Linked DNA regions of Sus scrofa: region 1 is linked to region 2. A link is a contact called in public Hi-C data. All regions are on one chromosome and are shown on one strand. Each heading gives the region's core, a stretch centred on a gene start, on an enhancer-like site or on the middle of the called end of the contact. The rest is flanking DNA. Distances are from core to core; before and after follow the strand shown.

What was found. Hi-C and Micro-C count contacts between places; a contact is called where the count stands out from the background.
Region 1: a contact with region 2 is called in a Hi-C map of fetal skeletal muscle, with 2.4 times the contacts expected there. The contact joins two enhancer-like sites. A contact is called at or near these places in 4 of 5 promoter capture datasets (fetal liver, fetal skeletal muscle, liver and 1 more), 31 of 47 Hi-C or Micro-C datasets (adipose tissue, alveolar macrophages, blood and 17 more) and 2 of 2 datasets of contacts at active chromatin or transcription factors (alveolar macrophages and skeletal muscle).

The regions. Positions count from the first base shown.
Region 1 is chr5:29,107,876-29,112,641 of Sscrofa11.1, reverse strand. It overlaps RASSF3 (ras association domain-containing protein 3), which reads right to left. Exons shown (of 6, transcript XM_021091945.1): 6 at 1-1,525. The coding sequence ends at 1,376. Among named protein-coding and RNA genes, the nearest start is that of GNS, 80 kb to the left of the region's middle. Within about 2 kb of position 1,686, at least 4 of the 83 cell types and tissues checked have an H3K27ac peak or open chromatin away from gene starts, as enhancers often do. A contact at or near this core is called in fetal skeletal muscle, where this site is marked.
Region 2 is chr5:28,976,543-28,981,118 of Sscrofa11.1, reverse strand. The region is part of intron 2 of RASSF3 (ras association domain-containing protein 3); the gene reads right to left. Among named protein-coding and RNA genes, the nearest start is that of RASSF3, 29 kb to the right of the region's middle. Within about 2 kb of position 2,743, at least 6 of the 83 cell types and tissues checked have an H3K27ac peak or open chromatin away from gene starts, as enhancers often do. A contact at or near this core is called in fetal skeletal muscle, where this site is marked.

The sequences.
Region 1 (4,766 bases), core at 437-2,936, 130 kb before region 2:
ATAAAGAACCCCCTCCTGTGTGGTCAAGTGGGGGGGCTGGTGGACGCTACCCTCCTCCTTACAGTCAGGTGGTCACCCTTTGGAACTGAGGATCTGACAGTCCTGGGTCTTTAACCCACACCACTGTTCCGCTCTGTGTAAGATGAGGCTTCAACTTGTAAAACAAAGGGAGAAGGGAAAGAAGTGAGTACAGGGAAGGAGGGAGGAGCGAGGGGAAAAAAAAAAAGGGAAGCCGAGGCAGAGGAGGGAGGGATTGTCACCAAAGTGTGCCGGGAGCTCTTCACCGGATCGACCTCCCGGCTGCTAATAACTGGGGGGCGGGGGGGGGGGGGGTGGTGGCAAAAAGCCGCCTCCTTCCCAAACTCCTTTTCCACTTTGAAAAGGACCTGGGAGGAAAGCTGTGACGTCACAGGAGTCATCGCAGATGCTCAGGGCCCACGGCCCCACGGCCCAGAGAAGCGGCACCCATCGGACCGCGCACCCCGAGAAGAGAAGGCCGAATGGGGGCTGGCAGCTGAGAGGGCAGCTCTGTCCCGTGTGAATATCCACGCTGGGTTCCCTGCTCCGCTGCAGTCAGCCCCTCCTTCCGGTCTAGCTCCTACTTTCTTTGGTTCTGTTCCCACATTTGACTCGCCAGGAAATCAAGCCATAGACAGTGGGTTTAAGGTCTCTAAACTGAACGTCTCAAAACGGAAAGCGTTTAACTCATCGACAAGCAAATTCACCTCCTCCTCTACCCTCCACTCCTGGCCCAAACCACCGTCCCTCAGGGCTCCCCGCCTCCACCCACCCTCTTCCAAACTTACTCTTCACTTTCTTGGTCAGACTCCTCCAGAATCCTTCACCAACTCCTCAGAGGTCCTAGCTTCCTGTGCCCTTCAATTCCCACAGATTGTTTTCTCTGACATTTAAAACACCAAAACCCCCTAAACCAACAGGTAGTTTCAACATAGGATAAGTATTCCAACCGATTCCTTGCTAAGCTTCCACCGAAGCACCGGCACAACCTTCAGCTTCACATCCTCATCACATCCTAAGGACAACGAGCTAAAAGAAGAAGAAAAACAAAAACACCACCCAAGAGTCCATGCTTCAAAGCCCCCCAAAATGCTCCAGATGAGACTACAGGTTCACAGCTTGCCGAGAGGTAAGACCGCGGTGCCGAAACGGAACAAGCGTGCAGGATCCCTCCCGGAGGGCGCCGAAGTGCTGCGTGACCAGCGTGGGGAACTAGGCCTAGAAATTTCGTTCAGGGGAAAGGCCCGAGCATCATGGGGCAGGAAAACCGCCCTCCGACAAGAGAGACACCAGCTGCTGGGTTTGCACGCAGGTCCCACGCCGTCCCCGAGCCCGAGGGGCAGGGAGCCCCCACGCGTTACCCGGGCTTCCACGCCTCGCCGAGGGCTTCTTCCAGCTTGTGTCTGTAGGCTGCGTAGCGCTCCTTCAGGTTCTGCAGCTGCTCATCTTCTTCCTTGTCCAAGATCCGCAAGAAATTCTGTAGCTCTGGCAGGCTGAAGGCTTCCCACTGTGAGAGGACACAAAAACCGAAAAATGCCAGGTGGTCAATTCAGCGTCAAGACTTAGGAATGCGGACCACGAGCCCAGGGAGGTGACCAGAGTTCTCCGAAGTCCTGGTTGGCAGGAGGAGCCTCCCCACTAGCCCTGCCTTCCTCTCCCCAGGTGCAGCCCTAAAAAAAAAAAAAATCTGGCGTTGTCACTGCACTGCTCTGGTCACAGCTGTGGTACAGGCTTGATCCCTGGCCCAGGGCACAACCAAAAATAAAGCACTTGGTCCTGCTTTGAGATGGAAAGGCATTTACAGGCAAGAAGCAATGTTCAGTTTGGACTTAACACAAGGAGAGTCACACACCCCTCCAGCAAGCATCTATTGAAGAAATCCTAGAACAAAAGGCAGCAGAGCAGTCCAAGCTGGAAGCCGAGGGGCTGAAAGTCCAGGCTCTGAAGGATCCAGGCCTCTCCATCCCTTGAGCAGATCTCTAGATGAGTAGTAAATCTCGCTCTAAGGCTGTTGTTCTTGGGGAGCAGGGGCTGTCTTTTTTTTTTTTTTTTTTTTTTTTGGTCTTTTTGCCTTCTTCTAAGGCCGCTCCCATGGCACATGGAGGTTCCCAGGCTAGGGGTCGAGTCGGAGCTGCAGCCGCCAGCCTACATCAGAGCCACAGCAATGTGGGATCCGAGCCACGTCTGTGACCTACACCGCAGCTCATGGCAACACCAGATCCTTAACCCACTGAGCAAGGCCAAGGATGGAACCCAAAACCTCATGGTTCCTAGTCAGATTCGTTAACCACTGAACCACGATGGGAACTCCAAGCAGGGGCTGTCTTTAAATGCAGGTGACATTCCAGTCACCTCGCACATTTGACCAGAGCTTCAGAAAGTCATCTTGATTTTTATTTTTGTTTCTTTTTTAGGGCCCCACCTGCAGCATATGGAAGTTCCCAGGCTAAGGGTTGAATCAGTGCTGCAGCTGCCAGCCTACAGCACAGCCACAGCCACACCAGATCCTTAACCTAATGAGCAAGGCCAGGGGTGGAACTGTATCCTCACGGACACTATGTCGGGTTCTTAACCTGCTGAGCCGCAATGGGAATTCAGGAAAGTCATTTTTATTTTGAGTTCTTTCCCATATGCAACATGAAGAAATCACATCTTTTGAGTTTTTTTAATAACAAAATCATCATTTAAAGAAACAGTGGCATGGACTACTTTTACTCATCATTGTGGAGCCAGCAACTACGTCTTTATATTGCCCTTCTTGCCCCAAATTAGAAGTTACAGGGGACATTCTTCATTTACTTGTACACAAAATAAGAATCGCAAAACTGAGAAAACATGATTTGCTTTTTGCTTAGTATCACTCTTGTCTACACCGCAGTGGTTGTGAACCATGTGGGCTTTCTCTCTGGCTCTTGGGTCTCTGAATTGTTTTCCTAACTGTGCCTGGTATCAGGCACAAAAGATTTTACTACTCTTTTTTTAGTTTATTTTACAATGAAAGCAGTATAATGTCAAGGAGGTACCTGGCATCACCTGAGAGGTGTTTTTCCAAACGACACATCCTCCCCTTCCCAAAGCAGGCCCTGGGTCCTGGGCTGAGAATCAGTGTCTCAGCCAGGAGCAATTTCTGATGAGAGAGTCCCAGGGGTGGGAAGGGAGAAGAGGAGATAGCCAAATACAAGGGCAGAGAGAGGAGACAGAGGAAAACTCCCAAATGGGCCAACGACAGAAGGCTCTTGGAGATGAATTTTGAGCTACTTATTAAAGGAAATGAAAAACATGAAGCAGGAAAGCAAAACCGTCTACATTAGAATATGCTATTAGGGAGTTCCTGTTGCGGCTCAGTGGTAATGAACTTGACTAGTATCCAGGAGGACATGGGTTCAATCCCTGGCCTCGCTCAGTGGGTTAAGAATCCAGCATTGCCGTGAACTGTGGGGTAGGTTGCAGATGCAGCTCGGATCCTGCGTTGTTGTGGCTGTGGTGTAGGCCAGCAGCAACAGCTCTGGTTAGATCCCTAGCCTCGGAATCTCCATATGACGCAGGTAGGGCCCTAGAAAAGGCAAAAAGATCAAAAAAAAAAAAAAAAAAAAAAAAAGGCCCAAATCACTGTCTTCCTAAAACTCCTTAAGTTCCGATTTACCCTGACATAGAAACATATCCTTTACCAAACAAGTTTACATAAAGTTCTAATTTGCAACTCAAAACCACCCTTTCAAGTCTTTAGTCCCCCTTTACAGATTTTAAAGCTGAGGACTGAAAAAATTAGAAGACTTACCCAAGGTCATGCTCCTAATCTAAACAAGAACAACAGTAAGGGAGTTCCTGCTGTAGCAGGGTGGTTAAGAATCAGATTAAAGGGGAGTTCCCGTTGTGGCTCAGCGGTTAACAAATCCCACTAGCATCCATGAGGACTCAGGTTCAATCCCTGACCTCGCTCGGTGGGTTAAGGATCCGGCGTTGCCGTGAGCTGTGGTGTAAGTTGCAGACTCGGCTCAGATCCCGAGTTGCTGTGGCTGTGGTGTAGGTCAGCAGCTGTAGCTCCGATTGGACCCCTAGCCTGGGAACTCTATGTGCCATGGGTGCCACCCTACAAAGACAAAAAAAAAAAAAAAAAGAATCAGACTGCAGTGGTTTGGGTCACTGCAGAGGCACCGATTCAATCCCTGACCCAGTGCAGAGGGTTCAAGGATCCGGAGATGCTGCAGCTGTGGCATAGGCTGCAGCTGTGGCTCGGATTCTACCCCTGGCCGAGGAACTTCCATATGCCAGGGGTGCGGCCAATGTGGGGAAAAAAAAGAAGAACCATAGGAAGTAGAGTCTTGGTTCCCTAACTTTTAACCTAGAAACTGTTCTCACTGCATCACAGAATGTTCTATGTGCACCATTCATGCCATTTCCTATTTCAGACAAGAGGCTGAGACACAGAGCTTGAGAGATTTACTTGACTGACCCTTGATCTAGAAGGACGATCTAGAGTGCTTTTTTCCTTGAACTGAGCTGACCTAAATCCAATCCTCCCTGGAGAGAAAATGGCAAATGATGCACATATAAACATAATTCCTTAATCGTTTGGGCCAAAAGGAAAGAGAGATTCTAGCAAGATAAATGTCTTTTGTGGTAAAAAGACTGCATTTCCCTTTAGAGCAAAGGGCCTGGGGACTCTGATTAGCAGCCAACAGGGAGAGTGTTGATTTTCAAAGCACATCTGGCTTAGAGTAATTTAGAGGTAGAAGGGGTGAAATGAC
Region 2 (4,576 bases), core at 1,494-3,993:
TCTTGCTCCTGCTCAGCTGGAGTCCAGAGGCTATCCTGGAGACAGAGAAGGGGGAAGGAGGAATAGCCGCTATGTAGGGTGTTGGGGGGCGTGAGGAAAAGTAGCTGTGAAAAATGACCCCATCCCAACTCAAATGGGGATGAGCAATACTTATGAAGGCCTAGGGCCCTCTGTTGTAACAGAAGGAAGAAAAACAAGTTAAATTAACAAATTTTATATCTTTTTCTTTCAAATTTTATATCTTGATTCATGGTCTTTCATGAAGCATTTAGTGACCTTATGCTATTGCTTTTTTTTTTTTTTTTTTTTTTTTTCTTTTTAGGGCCACACCTGCTGCATATGGAAGTTCCTGGGCTAGGGGCTGAATCAGAGCTGCAGCTGCCGGCCTATGCCACAGCCACAGCAATGCAGGATCCACGTAGCGTCTGTGACCTACGCCACATCTTGTGGCCACATTGGAACTCTAACCCACTGAGTGAGCAGAGATCGAATCTGCATCCTCACAGACACTGTTGGGTTCTTAACCTGCTGAGCCATGATGGGAACTCCAACTTTATGTTATTTTAATCTGGTTCATAGCTAGAGGTTCATTGCTTCACAGTAAATAAAAACTAGATACTTCTGGAAAAAAAATAAAATAGCAAATTTTATCTTATATACACATACATACACACAATTCCAAAAACAAAAACAAAAACAAAAAACAAGCAAACACACACACAGAAACACATAGACACAGCCCAGGGTATGAAAGGAAAGGCTAGAGTCTATCCAAATATTCTTCCAGGAGTTCCCGCTGTGGTACAGTAGGTTAATAATCAGGCTTATTTCCAATCAGAGGAGGTGCTGGTTCGATTCCAGCCAGGCAGAGTGGGTTAAGGATTTGGCATTGCTGCAGCTGTGGCATAGGTCACAGATGTGGCTTGGGTTCGATCCCTGGCCCAGGAACTTCCATATGCCGCGGGTGCAGCCGAAAAAGAAAAACAGAACAACTCATACACACACAGACTCTTCTGGCATCAACCTGAATTAGAGTAACAGCAGCACCTCACCCTGCCTCGTGGAGGAGGCTGCTTCTCCCTGGCAGGATGCCTGGGAAACAGGCTCTCAAGTGGAGGGCAGGAAGCCCCTCAGAGCCAGCCTCCCGAGAGCCAGCTCTGGCGTGTGGAGCCACACCTCCCAGACCTGCCGCTCCCTCACTGAGACTTTGTGAGACTCTTTCCAGGAATGGAGTGTCCATGAAAAAATGCCGCCTGCCATGTCAGTAAACAAAAGACGTTGCACAGCCATCAAGCCATCACAGTACAGCCACCCTGATAATGAGCCCTGAGGGAGCTCAGGATGGAAACAGGATGCCTGCTATCAAGCAGCCAATGGCCGCAGCCACCCCGAAACAACACGACACAGGGTATCCAGAAAGGACTCAGGATGAGAGAACACAGGATACCGGCCCCAGGGAGCTGAGGTGCATATCAAAGGAACGATTTCAGTGAGCCCAGACTCTCGCATCTTCCCAGACATAGAAAAGCGATAAATTCCTTAATCGAGAGATCTGGTTTTCTTTAATTAACAGTAATCTTTTGGAGTTCCTGTCGTGGCTTGGGGGAAACGAATCTGACTAGCATCCATGAGGTTTCAGGTTTGATCCCTGCCCGTGCTCAGTGGGTTAAGGATCTGCCGTTGCTGTGAGCTGTGGTGTAGGTCGCAGACACAGTTCAGATCCAGCATTGATGTGGCTGTGGTGTAGGCCGCAGACACAGTTCAGATCCAGCATTGCTGTGGCTGTGGTGTAGGCCGGTGGCTACAGTTCTGATGTGACCCCGAGCCTAAGAAGCTCCAAATGCCTCAGGTGTGGCCTTAAAAAAAAGACCAAAACAAAACAAAACAAAACAAAAAAAACCCCACCAAAATCCAGTAATTTTTTGATGTTCTAACTACCTGGTCTTTGTTGCAAAAACACCTCTATATCCTGGCCTCTCCTTTACCTCTTCAGAACAGTCCCTCAGAGCTATCTCACGCTTAAGTCTTCAGTTTTGTCCGCCAAACAAAACACAATTCTCAACTTTTAGGTTATGCGTTTTTTTCCCCCCAGTGAACAGGGATTTCTAGCAGTTGGAGTTCCGGGAAGGTGTTAACCGCTGCAGGGCACCCCCAAATCCTGGTCCCCATGATGCACTCAGTCCATATGGGCGGGCAGTCATTGCGGGCTCTGCCATCCCTCAGCTTCCCAAAGTTGTCTCCGTGAAGCCAGTGGGAGAGGAAAGAGGTGTCTGAGGGCAGGCCGGCAGCACTTCCACCATGTTTCATGGGTGGCAACTCAGTGCAGGGCCATCAGCTCAAGGGCATCTAGGAAACATAACACAGCCATGTGCCCAGGAAAAAGACGAGAACATGCATGCCTAAGTGTGTCTCTTGGCAGACAGGAAGTTCCAGTTTGTGGCCCAAGGGAGGAGATGTCTTCCACTTCTTTGTAACTTGCACCTGCTCGGGCAAAAGAGAGATGCTGCTGTCGCTGTGACTGATAAAGGCAGGACCAAGCACCAAGGTGTGACTCTTACCCTTGGAGCTTCAGGCAAAAGGGCCCCGGGTGCCTCCCGTGGGAATCTGGGAATTGCTGTGCTCTCCCAAGTCTTTGTCTCCACAGGTTCCTGCCAGAGGCTTCTTCTCCCCAGGCCTCATCTGAAATTGATCTGCCGCAACAGTTGCAAACCCCAGCTGCTCTTGGACTCCTCTGCTAGTAGCAAGAGAATCAATTTTCCCTACCCTCTGTGAACTGCTGGGTCGGCTGCTGTGCCCAAGTACAGGCTTCAAGATCTCAGCTCCCTGCCCTTAAAGCTGTACTTAATCTGGACCTAATCACTTGAACAACTGTTTTTGGCCCCACCTGGCAACAACAAAGCACCACCTCAGACTTTCAAGAGTCCAGGATCCCTAACCCTCAGGGAGGAAAGACATAGTCAGGCACACTAATCTTCATTTTACAGATACTGTGTGTACAGAAGGGTTAGAGAAGCAATGTCCTATTAATCTGCAGCAGATCTGCTGCCATTCTTTTTTTTTTTTGTCTTTTTGCCTTTTCTAGGGTCACTCCCGAGGCATATGGAGGTTCCCAGGCTAGGGGTCTAATCAGAGCCGTAGCTGCCGGCCTATACCGCAGCCACAGCAATGAGGCATGCATCCGAGCCGTGTCTTTGACCTACACCACAGCTCACGGCAATGCCAGATCCTTAACCCACTGAGCGAGGCCAGGGATCGAACCCATAACCTCATGGTTGCTAGTCAGATTCCTTAACTACTGAGCCACGACGGGAACTCCCCTGCTGCCATTCTTATGTTTAAGTGTCACTATGGGCTTTTGACAGGAAGAGCCTGTAGTCTACTGTTCTCTGTCTGGGAAAATTCTTGGTGCGTCTGCCTGTGGGACCTTCAATTCACATTTGATTAGAGTTCTCACCGTTGCCATTTTCGGATCAATTGACTACCACTTCCATTGCCACATTGCTGCTAACCTTCTTGGTCATGGGACTGAGCCATTGGGAATTAGCGCTCTGTCCACTTTCAGGACCCTCTCAGGACTTCTGGGTTTGCTTAATATACTGACTGACTACCCACTAGGTGCCAGGCACTACTAGACATGAATTTTGAGGCCAGTGGCCTTACGTCCAGTGAGTTCTGCTTTGGAATGTGTTTTTCAGTTGCTTTGCAACAGGGCCATGCAAACGGATTAAATGATAAAATAAAAAATGTAAAACAAGATAGTTCACATTCCTTGAGGGGAAAAAAACCAGAAATGTCTAGGATGGTGAGCATTCTTAGAAAAGTTTCCCTCCTGTCTTATTCTGGACAGAGTTCCATCAGGAAGACTCCAGAGCTTTGGGGATCAATAATTGGTGCAAAAAGAGGTTCCTCCCCCCCAGTTCTCTCCTAACACACACAATATTGAAGCAAGAAATTGCTCATGAATCAGCTTGTTGTTTCTTATTTGCAGAATACTTGTCGTTTATCTTCTTTTCCATAGGCAGACTCTAGTTTTGAGGTTGTTAAAAATCCATGCAAATGTGTTGAGAGAGGACAAACTGTTTCTTCAAAAAATGTGATTATTTCTCTGTGAGAGATGGCAGCCTGTAGACATATGATGGGGAAGAGGAGGCGTTTACTGAGTTTAGGGGCTAACCAAGAAGAATAAGCTCCCAACAAGATATAGTAGCAGTTATCAGAGGGCAAGGGCCCCTCATTTGTTTGTTTATAAAAAATTCTTTTGATGGAGTTCCTGTCGTGGCCCAGTGGTTAACAATCCAACTAGGAACCATGAGGTTTTGGGTTCGATCCCTGGCCTCGATCAGTGGGTTAAGGATCCAGCGTTGCCGTGAGCTGTGGTGTAGGTCGCAGACGTGGCTGGATCCTGAGCTGCTGTGGCTCTGGCGTAGGCCAGTGGCTATAGCTCTGATTCGACCCCTAGCCTGGGAACCTCCATATGCTGTGGGTGTGGCCCTAGAAAAGACAAAAAAGAAAAAAAAAATCTTGTGAAAGTCCACATGCTCCATAGTCAAATAGCAAATATGCAAATATTGTATAT